Linked DNA regions of Mus musculus: region 2 is linked to region 1. The links are chromatin contacts, called in public Hi-C maps. All regions are on one chromosome and are shown on one strand. The core of a region is the stretch at or near the end of the contact, and the rest is flanking DNA. Distances in the headings are between cores, read along the strand shown. Region 1 has its middle 30 kb from the start of Gm11454. Region 2 holds the start of Tox2 (TOX high mobility group box family member 2).

The links. Hi-C and Micro-C count contacts between places; a contact is called where the count stands out from the background.
Region 2: a Hi-C map of cortical neurons shows a contact between it and region 1, with 1.7 times the contacts expected there. The contact joins the promoter of Tox2 here to the enhancer-like site in region 1. A contact is called at or near these places in 15 of 484 Hi-C or Micro-C datasets (8-cell embryo, the G1E-ER4 cell line, the N1E-115 cell line and 11 more), 11 of 115 datasets of contacts at active chromatin or transcription factors (CD8 T cells, astrocytes, embryonic hindbrain and 5 more) and 5 of 9 other capture datasets (adipose tissue, embryonic tail, embryonic trunk and 2 more).

The regions. Positions count from the first base shown.
Region 1 is chr2:163,149,610-163,155,271 of GRCm38.p6, reverse strand. No RefSeq gene overlaps it. Among named protein-coding and RNA genes, the nearest start is that of Gm11454, 30 kb to the right of the region's middle. Within about 2 kb of position 2,416, at least 48 of the 459 cell types and tissues checked have an H3K27ac peak or open chromatin away from gene starts, as enhancers often do. A contact at or near this core is called in the N1E-115 cell line, brain, cerebral cortex and 3 more, where this site is marked.
Region 2 is chr2:163,199,584-163,205,302 of GRCm38.p6, reverse strand. It overlaps Tox2 (TOX high mobility group box family member 2), which reads right to left and starts at 2,176. Exons shown (of 9, transcript NM_001372575.1): 1 at 2,041-2,176. The coding sequence starts at 2,139.

The DNA.
Region 1 (5,662 bases), core at 1,167-3,666:
CTTAAAACCACCACAGTCCTCCCCCACAGAAGCGGAACGACGTGTGGGAGGTGGTAGACAGGAGAGCAGGGGCAGGGAGGTTCGTTTGAACTTTAAAGACATTCTAACTACAGTATCAATGGTCAGGGGCTGCAAAGGATGCATAACAGTTCCAGGCAAGCGCACAACGCTCGGATTAAGGCAACCGTGCAAAGGCATGGCATATGGGAAGAGTCTAAGGTCTTTCGGGAAAGAACTAGCAGATATTGGCGAGGAGTCGGATGTAGGAGTGAGGAAAAGAAAGTGTGAGGAAGAGCCCCCATTCCTGCTGTACGGTTTGAATAGGTCCGGCCTCCTTAGATCCATGTGTTTCAATGCTTAGTCATAGGAAGTGGCATCATTGGGGGTGTGGCCTTATTGAAGTGGGCGTGGCCCTGTTGGAGGAAGTATATCACTGTAGGGGTGAACTTTGAGGTCTGCTATCTCTCAAGCTCTGTCCAGCGTTGAACATTCTCCTCCTGGCTGCCTTCAGACCAAGACGGAGAACCCTCAGCTCCTCCAGCACCATGCCTGCCTGCACACTGCCATGCTCCCTGCCATGATGATATTGGATTGCACCTCTGAACCCGTAAGCCAGCCCCAAGTAAATGTTTTTCCTTTATAAGAGTTGCCTTGGTCTGGCTGGAGAGATGGCTCAGCGGTTAAGAGCAATGGCTATTCCTCCAAAGGACCCAGGTTCAAATCCCAGCACCCACATGGCAATTCATACGTGTCTGTAATTCCAGTTCCAGGGTATATGACACCCTTGCAGAGACATCCATGGAGACAGAACACCAATGTAAATAAAAATTAAAAGCCACGGTCATGGTCCCATCGCTCTGTGGTCTGCAGTGAAGAAAAAACACCATCATGTTTGTGTGGTGGCAAACAAACAAACAAACAAAAAAACCATTCACCCCCTGGCCAAGAAGAGAGAGAAAGCACAGAGCCAAAATCCCATAATTCCCTTCAAGGACATGCCTGCAATGACTTAAAGCCCTCTCACTGGGCCTTGTCTTCTAAAGGTCCCTTCAGGCCTACTAGTGCTACACCAAGGAGCAATGCTTTAACACAGGAGTCTAGAGTCTGTATGAGGAAGAACAGTACTCAACTATAAATGGACTTGGAGTCATCTAGGAGCTATGGCTTGGTCCCTAGTGACACAGGTCTACAGCCTGGCGCAGAGGCAGGAGCTGGCAAGATCCCTCTGAGTTGCTGCAGAATAGGTAAGACCTGAAGTAAGGAGCCGTAGGTAGTGCCACCTATGGACAAGCTTGGAGCCACCCCAACGATCACATCCAGGGAGAAAAGGAAGCACGTGGAGACATGAAGGAACAGCTAAGAGACAAAGGAAAACCCCATAGGGTCCCAGAGCTCAGGACAGGCACTTTCACAGTGGGAGGAGGCGACAGGTCCACCAGAAGCCATTGAGACAGGTCCAGATGAATGCCCATCCAAAGAAGTGTACTACAGGTTGAACGGAGGTGGCCAGCCAGCACCACATGGCTTCTTTTTCTTGCCATAGGAGCTTCCGGAACGGAAGTGTAGCTGCCACTCCCCACGGGCTTCAGAGCCTGACCGATACTCCAGTTCACGGGGAAAGCAACAAGGGGAACAGGGCTGAAGTGATTTTTGCAGAGCAAGATGAGAGGGGAGGAAGAAAGGGAGATGGAGAGAAGAAGGGAGGGGGGATGGAGAGAAGGAGACAGGGAGGGGGGAGAGAGAGGGGGAGAAGAGTCCACGCCTTCTGCCTCATGGTCTGGCTGCCATTCCAGCACACAGGTCCACTCCACTGGGAGGGAGAAGAAACGTAGAGGGGACCACAAGGGATTTGAGTCAGGACCTTGCTATCAGATCTCTGCAGCTTCCCTGTGCCTTGCTTCCCTGATAACTATGGGGCCACCTCATCTAAGGGAGTCTCCCTGAATAGCCCTTTCTAGCATAGCCTCTGGGCTAGGAGTCACTATGGGATATGCTAACTGTCCCCACACATAACCGAGCAGGCTGACAGTGTCACTGGGAAGGGTCTGATAAGGCTTCTGGGTGTGCTGGGGGGGGGGGGGGGGAACCAGGTGTGGGGGGGAGGGAGGGGGGACAGAGGCAGGGCAGCAACAAAGCAAGCAACTCAGGACCAGCCAAGTCAGGGTTCAAGTTCTGGATGTCCCTGTGTTCCTCAGCATCTCTGAAGACACTAGAAAACAGAGAACAAGTTACTCTGTGCCATCTTCTGTGGAGGCAGAATTCAGAGGAGAAACGGAAAGGTGGCTTCGGCTCGGCAGACCTCACACTGCAGCAATGAGTCCGCGCAGAGGATCGTCAGCACAAGCCTGGCTCCTCTCAATTCCAACTGGAAGGGAAAACCATCAACTCCAGAGATGCTGTTCTCTGAGATGCTTATTCAGTTACCAATAACAACCGTCGCCATGGAAACGGGCCGTCCAGCCAGCCAGACTGGAATTATTCTCAGGCCAGAGCCAGATTAGTCATCTCCAAACCAAAAAGGCTTCCTGAGCCCCAGCCTGCCCTCAATCACCCAGCTGAAGTTGAGGGGAAGGGTCCCACCTTTTCCTCCCGTGCTCTTCCAGTCGTGAGGCCCCACTATCTGGAAGATGCTTGAGACACGAGACAAAGCTTAATGGATTGTACAGTTTCCAATTCTTCATAAAGTCGGATGGGTTGATATCACAGAGTGGGAGGACCCAGAATAATGATCCGGCTGCAACAGCCTGCGGATCGAGGGCTGCTTTGGAGGTGGGTCTTGGGGTCAGGTTCCATGCAGAGAGCCAGATCCAAGGGAACACGTCAGAGGGAGCCAGCCAGCTGAGAAGCTGGAACGAACTCCACAGGGGAAAGCGATGTCCCCACTTAAACAGGACCTCAGTTTCTCCGAGGCCTTAAAGCGTGTTCTTAGAGAAAAGGGGGCTGCGGCTCAGTAGTAGAGTGCTTACCTAGTGTGGGGTCAGTAGTAGAGTACCTACCTCATACGGGCTTGGTAGTAGAGAACTTGCCTAACATGGCAAGGCCCTAGGTTTGATTCCCAGCAGATGAAAAACTTAAAATGGTAAGTCAGAAGGAAGCAGGAGTTCTGGGAAGATGCTCAGAGGGTTAATTGCCACAGAAGCATGAAGACCTGAGTTCGGTTCCCACCACCCCGTGTAAAAAGCATCGGCAAGGCACAGACAGGAGGAGCCTCAGAGATCACTGGATGGCCATCCTAGTCAAACTAGTGAGTTCCAGGTTCAGTGAGGGATACAACTACAGAAACTAAAGTGGAGGGCAACTGAAAGAGGCACCTGATATTGACCTATGACCTCCACAGGTGAACACACACACATGCACGCACAGGCACCTGCTCGAACACAAGCCTACACATCCATGAACATACACGACACGGACATATACACAGAGAGGAAGCAGGGACAACCCCTTCCTTATGGACATGGAGGAGACAAAACGGATGTGATGGTGCGTGTCTACAGTGTCAGCACTCAGGGGGATCACGAGTTCAAGTCTAGCCTCAGATAAATTTGAGGCCAACCTGGGTTGCTTCAGACTTTGTCTCATAAAAAAGTTACATTCTATTTACATATCAGCTTGTGTAAATGCTTTAATTTTCTATATTAAACATCGTAAATTACAAATGGTAATAAGTGAGCACCCTCACTATTATGTTCTTTGGGCAAACTGTTCAGGTCTGATGAGCTTCAGCGTCCCTGTGGGTCAACGGGACAGTTTCCTTCAGAGGAGTCTAGAGTGGAACCCCGCAGCACACAGACACGCAGGATGCTGCCCCCGCCCCAGCTCCTGCCGAGACCGCAGCTTCTCTGTGCTGAGGAAGAAGGGTCTGTGCTCCGTATTAATCAGCTCCCATTAATTTTTCAAAGTAGACAACAGCCCTCTTACTCCTCTCCTGCAGAGCCTCATCCATAATTGATCCCAAGCCGCTCTTACCCAAATAGACCGGGCAAAGCTGGCGGCACAGAGCGGAAGGCTCTCTCATACGCGATGATCGCGATCCGGCTGTACTCGCGGGCCCCCTAGGTCTTGCGCATGCACCAGAGTCAGGGTAACTAGAGACGCTGAGGCTGGGCCAGCTTTCCGGTCCAATGAGTAAAGGTGCCTCCCACCAGGCCTGATGACCCCTGAGTACAGTCTACAGAACCACATGATAAAAGGAGACAGTCAACCCCTGAAGATTGTTCTCTGGCCTCTACACACCTGCTGTGGCATGCACATGTGCCAATACACACATATAAATAAATTATAGATAGATAGATAGATAGATAGATAGATAGATAGATAGATAGATAGATAGATAGATAGACAGACCCTGCCTGTATCTCCAGCCCACTTGGGCTGCTATAACAAAAGACCATAAGCCAGGGCTGGGGAATGCAGCTCAGCAAGTGCTGTAATGTGTGTCCATGTGTGAGCCTGTGTGTGTGTATGCACATGCTAATGGGTACATTAATGTATATAGTGCCCATGTCTGTGTAGGTATGTATGCACATATATAGATGTGCATATGAAGGCCAGAGGTCAACACTGGGTATCTTCCTTAACTGTTCCCTTATTGTTTTGAGACGGGGTCTCTCACTGAGCTGACCTAGCAAAGCTGGCTGGCTGGCCAAGGGGCTCCAAGGATCTCCTGTCTCTGCCTCCCTCTTTGACACTAAGAACTGGAACTGAGGGTTCAATGCCACCATGGTTGGCATTGTGTGAGTGTGTGTGTGTGTGTGTGTGTGTGTGTGTGTGTGTGTGTGTGGTGTGCTGGAGAATCTGAATTTAGGTCCTTGTGCTTACAACTGAGCCATCTCCCCAGGCCCTGAAATTTATCTTTTAAAAAGCTGAATTTCAAAGAGAGCAACAGACACTGGAAAAGCTGGAGCAAGCCAGCACTTTCACAGAGCTCTTCTCTTAGAGAATTGTCATAACTTAACCCATCTGCCGATCCCTGTAAAGTTATCACAAGATTAACCTTTAAGATGTATTCATTCGTTTGTTTATTTATTTTTTATTTATTTATGTGTGTGTGTGTGTGCGTGTGTGTGTGTGTGTGTGTGTGTGTGTGTGTGTGTGAGAGAGAGAGAGAGAGAGAGAGAGAGAGAGAGAGAACACACCTGCAAAGTCCCAGAGAAAGCACTGGGTCCCTTGGGAATGGAATTATGGTGGTAAGCCACCCAGCATCAGTGCTGGAATGTTTTCTTTATCTATGTGCATATAGTTTGTGTGTGTGTGTGCGCGTGCGTGTGTGTGTGTGTCTGTGTGTGTGTGTATCTGTGTGTGTGTATGATGCCACAATACACTTGTGTAGGTCAAAGGACAGCTAATAGAAGTGGGTTCTCTCCTTCCACCATGCGGGGCTGGGTATCAAACCCAGATCATCAGACTTGGTGGCAGAGCCTCTAAGCCATCTCACCAGCCTGAAAATACTCTTTTCTAACAAAAGCTAAGATCACTTGCTATCCACCAACAAAAGGATGAAGCCAAGCCCCTGCTTTTCTCTGTGTAAGGGGACTCATTTGAAACGGATGAGAGCTGTAAGTTTCAACTCTTAGAAGGAAGTTAAGCATAAGTCTGTGTAGCCTTGGACTAGACCACAGCTTCTTAGAGACAAAACGAGAGCAGTTAGGTCCATGCACTG
Region 2 (5,719 bases), core at 927-3,426, 50 kb before region 1:
TCAGAGGTTTCTAGAGCTTCCGAATAAAGAGGTGGCGGTAGCGGGGATGGGGGTGGGGGTTTGGGGTTGGGGGGTGGGGGTCGGCAGCGTCCTACTTCCCAAAGGCGGCGGCGGGAGACAGGCCCCACTCTGGTGGCGCTTGCAGATACATCACTTCCCAAAGACCTCTTCCAGCTACCCTGCCCCGCCCCCAGCCTGGGTACCCAGACTTTAAGGCATAAATCCCCAATCTCCACCGCGGCCACCAAACCAGAGGGTGAACCCCGTTTTGCCCATTCGATATTTTAAACAAAGCCAAGGGCAGAAGATGACCTGCCGCCCCATCCTTCAGCTTCTGGTAAAACTCCACTTGCTGGTTTTAATCCATTTTCCCACCACCACACTGGAAGCGACTCCGGAACCCGCCTTCTCTCTAAGGCACCATCCCCCCTCTCAGGCTTCCAACTTTGCGGATCAGCGCACAAAAGATAATCTGCTCTTCCCCCCCCCCCCCCCCACTCCGAGAGATGCGCGCCGCCCACCTCCGCCCCGGGACGCCCCGGCCTGCGTGGCCCGCGCCGCCCGGACCAGGGCGAACTGCAGAGGGCTCCCGGCCGCAGCCGCTCCCTTAGGGCCTGAGGATGCACTTGCAGAGAGGCCCAGCCCCGGAGGCCCAGCGATCGGCCGGACGCTCGGCTGCTGCAGCATCCCGACAACATCCCCGCAGCCAGGGGCTGCGCGGACAGCCTGTAGGGAAGGGACAGACCCCCAGAGGGTCATGGATCCAGCCACCCGACGCGCACTCACCACGCAGCGCCGCGGAGCCCGCGCGTCTACGTCCCGACCGCCCGGAGACCCACGCGCGCTGTTCAATCCGGGCTCCGAGTGACGAAAAGCCGCGCTCGGCTCCAGCCTGACCCCGACCGACGCACAGACCCGGGGACGCACCGACCGTCTGGCGTCCGAACTAAGTTTCAAAGTTCCCTTCCCTGCGAGGGAAGGGGACTCAGACAGCGCCGCTGCCCCTGACCGTGCCCGCTGAGCTCAAAGGGGAGCTGGGGTCCGATGCCCCTGGTCCTGGGATCCAGGCACTACCTCCCGGGGGCGCCGCGCTGTGGGGCCCTGGCTGGAGTTGAGCACAGAGAACCTAGAAAAATGGTGGGGACGGGGAGCGAGAGTGTACCTCCTCGCTGCGGCTCCAGCCTGGAGGGACGCTAGCTCCCCAATCCAGGGAAGGGATAGGCCTTGATTGGACGACACCGGCATAAAATCAGAGGCGCCACGGGGTAGTGACGGCCAATTAGTAAACGGCCCAATTAATGCTCAGCGCCGAGAAGTTAAAACCCCGACGCGCGAGTGTGGACAACCGAGGGGTGGGGGCGAGCAGTGGAGGGTGCTGGAGCCTGTGACTGTCCCTGGGTGTGTCCGGGTGTGACTAGGTGGCCGTCAGGGCGATTTGTAGCTGGGGCTTCTCCTCCAGGGGATGGATCTGCGTGACCGAACGTGTACACTTGTGGGTCATTGTGAGTCTGAGCTGTGACTGTCGGAGCTACTTCTTTGTGTGACTGTCCCCCGTTGCCACTGGATGTGACAGCAGCTGCGAACCTGTGTGGAAGCGTTGTGTATGAGTGTAGATAGATGAGGTGACTTGTATGTTATCGTAGCCCTGTGCGTGGGCGAGTGGCTGCGTGTGGTTGAGGATAAATGACTGGCACCGTGACTTATGTGGGACGGCGAAGGCTGTGTGTGGTGCCGCCTGGCTGGGTGACAGAGAGTCGCTGCGCGTCGGCTTGTGAATGAATGCGAAGCGTGGGTGAGTGTGTCACTGTGTCGTCTTACGGGAAGCTGTCGGGCTGACTTCTGCCCGTGATCTACAACTCCCAGCATGTGTGACCGACCGCGAGGGTAGCGGTGTGAGTGGCACGTGCCCGTCGTCCAAGATGTTGTGTGCGTGTCCCCGTGTGCGCCCCCAGAGTGCCTACGTCCGCAGCCACGAGATTACTCCTGCCCCCCACGCTCCAGCCCGGGACACTCGGGCCCCCAGCCTACCTTGCCGCCTACCTTGCCGCAGTGGTAGTAGTCCAGGTGTGCCAGGCCGGCCGGCTCGGCCCCGGGCCGCGCACCTACCGCGGGCGCCGAGGGATACAGGCGGACGTCCATGGCGGGCGCGGCGGCGGCGGCGGCTCCCGCGGGCAGTGCCTGGGCGGGCAGCCGTGGGAGCCCTATGCGAGCCCGTGTGCGAGCGCGGGGGGCGGGCCGGGGGCGGTGCCCGGAGGGGAGCTACGCCCTCCCGCCACGCCCTCCCCCGCCCCGCCCGCAAGCGCTATTGTTCCGGCCTCGGGAGCCGCCGAGGGCAAGGGGGGCCCCCTGGTCGCCTTGGTCTCCGCCCAACCCTCCGCCCCTAGAGTTAGTTGCCAGTCCAAGTGGACCGTTCCTGTCCCGCCTTTTGTCACCAAGAAGAGAGAAATCTCTAGGCCACCCCTGTCCAGAAATGGGACATTCCCAGCCCCAAATATTGGGGACAGTGTCAATCCCCACCCTGCTTGCAGGGCAAGTAGGAAGTGGTTGAAGGAGCATCCATTTGGAGATGGGCACTATCTTACCTTTTGCCTTACATGGGTCTTAGAATAGTTCCCTGCCTCCCAACACACACACCTCAAGCTCATCTGAGTTATTCAGAGAGGGACGGGGGGAGGGGGCAACGTGCATAAAGGTTTATTTTATATATGAGGAAATCGAGGCACCAGAAAGGGAGAGCATGCAGAAGTGAAAGCGCTTGGATGAAGACTGTGGAAAGTCCCCTCCCCCTTACTGGTAAGGACGGGAAGGCTCAGAAGCCCCGTACACTTAGCGTACACTTAGCCACCATCCAGAGCTTTTCGGAACCCCAGAGAAGCAGTGTGAATCTGCCCCTTGTCGTCCGTCCATCTGTAACAGCACCCTTGTTCCACAGACACTTGCTAGCTGGAAGAACCATCAGGGGCTGTCTGCTGCTCACCCCACCCCCATCCAGTTCCTGGGTTCCAGGTTCTGGAATACTTTCGAAGCCTGCCTGGGAAGAACAACTGGAGAAAAGAGCGTGAGCCTCTTGCCCACTTAGGAGACAGCTTGAAACTAGCTCAGGCTCCATAACTGCTTCTTGGACTTGCTTCCTGGCCGGGAGCGAGGACCGCAGCAACCATGAAATCCAGGCACCTCAAGAGCAGTGTGGGAACTGGTCTTCCAGCGAAGGCTGGAGAACAACAGAGGGAAATTACAACCCAGAAAGGAAAGAGCTTCTAAATAAACGTCAGTCATTGTTTCTAGAAACACCAGGCTCAGCCTTATCAAAAAGGAATTTCCGACAAGCCTCTCTCCTCCCCCCCCCCACCCCCCCTGTCTCTCCCAGATCTGGCTACCCAACTAACCTAGCAATAGTCACTGAAACACACACACACACACACACACTTCTCTGCATTGAATTGAGTATTTCATGTGCACGTGGATGGCTTCTGTGCTGTCTGTCTGTCCTGTTTACTTTTCTCTCCTTGTGCCATTAGCCCACTGGACTACTTCAGCTTTGTAATAAATCTTAATGTCCCATAGAATAAGTCCACACACATTTTGTTCTTTAAGACTACCTTGGCAATTGGCCTTGGTGCCTTAATAAAAATCAGCTGGGATTGTCATTGTTCTCACATCGAATCTTTATCCCAATTCGGATGAAGAGGGTGTTTTCTCTGTGCATTAATTTTATCCATGAACATGGTACACCCACTTAGGGTTTCTTTACAAGTTCTCTCAGCCATGTTCGTATGCGAAAACCTGGCACATCTTTTATTAGATTTACAACTGGGTTTTTTTTTGTCATTTTTATGCTATTATCAATTATTTATTTTGTTTGTTAATATGATGGTCAAGGCTTTCTAACACCTCCACAAATCCTTTGACACTCCTCCCTAGGAGTAGAGTCTAATGCCTCCCTCTTAGAAAGGCTGATTTTGGCGAGTGGTTCTTAGTAAATACCATGACTTCTGAGGCTAGTTCATTAAAGCTAACACAGTCTCACCTGCTTGACTTCTCAGCAGGCTCTTGTTTGGAGCTGTAAGCTACCATGTAGGAGGGCTGGAATCATCAGAGAAGCCCTGAAAAGATTATGGTCTTTCTTGAATCCAAAATGTTTAGCACTTGGATTGAAGACACAGGCAGAATCTCTGTGAGTTCAAGTCCAGCCTGATCTACATAGTGAGTCCCAAGACCACCAGGGCTACATAGGAAGACCCTGTCTCGATAAATAGACAGATTATTGGTAAATAGATAGACAAGATATTCAGTTGCCATGACCGATAATAAGTGCATATTATTTTAAGCTACAAAATTTTGAGGTTGTTTCTCAACCATATAGGCCTAGAATATACTGGAAATAAACTTTTACACAATGTTCCAAAAACCAGAAACACTGCCAAACTCACTAACCCTAATCATTTGTACATGGATTCTTTGGCTTTTAAAAACCCTAGAGCTATGCTCTCTCCCATCTGTAAATAAAATGAAAGTTTTCTCTTAAGTTCCAATCCTTGTATGTTCCGTTGCTTTTTCTTGTCTTGTCTCACTGGCCAGTAACAGTAACAGAAAATGTGAGAGAAGCCGCCAGCCCCCAACTTAGTCTTCCTTCTGAGCACAGAAGGACTATCAATACTCACCACGAACTGTGTGCTTGCTCTACTCTCTCTCTCTCTCTCTGTGTGTGTGTGTGTGTGTGTGTGTGTGTGTGTGTGTGTGTGTGTATCTTGACAAATCTTGCCCTTTGAGGTCAGGAGATAAAAGTGCCACATGAGATCAGTGAGGGATGCTTAACGCCCAAGAGCTAATGGCAGACCCAAAGCTACAGCTAAACCCGAATCTGTCATCCAGCATTTCCCACTGGCCACACCCCAGCACTCTTGGTCTCATCAACTCTAGCAAAAAAATTGTCAACAAAGTCCACCATGGTTCAAAAGACTCCTAGGAGCCAAACTGCTGTGACTTCTCTGGAATCTGCCAATAGCAGCCACCCCTGTCAGCCCTTCCCAGAGAAGAAGGAAGACTTCGAGAGGACATGGAGAAGTCTGGTGAGGATCTTACCAGGGAAGACAGACAGTTCTCCGAGCTTGGCTTTACCCTAATGGCTTTATCTTATTCTGTTGCCTCATCAGATAGGATACCCTACCCCCCTTCCAAGGAATACCACAACCATGTTTGTTAGCTTCAGGATAAAAGTGGACCTTGAAACCTCTCTTCCTGTTAACCTCAGTGGGAAGCGAGAGAGAATGAACAAGCTGACTCAGGCCAGCTCTGCTGTTCCTCGCCTACAGCAGCTCAGGGCTGGGGAGTCTGCCTATGAACCTTCCCAGACCCAGCTTCCTTTGCTACCGGTCAGCACGCGGATGCACTTGAGCATGTTTTATTATTATTTAGATATGATCAGGACAACAGGAGATGGTTATTATTAAAACGACAGTGGCCTCATATGGTTCCTGAGAGGAGAGGGAACACTGTGTTAGAGATACGTGGGGGAAGCCTGAGTATCAGTTGGGGTAGAAGAGAGTGGACTGTACATAAGGACTTTTTTTTTTCACAGATTCTATAGGTTTAGGGCTGGCTGGTGTGGATGCTGTCAGTGTGTACATACACATTCCCAGCTGGCCAGTTCCTAGTCCCTGGGTAATCTGAGCAAGTAGTGATTGAAAAGTATGCCCTGCCCATAGGCAAATCATGTTCT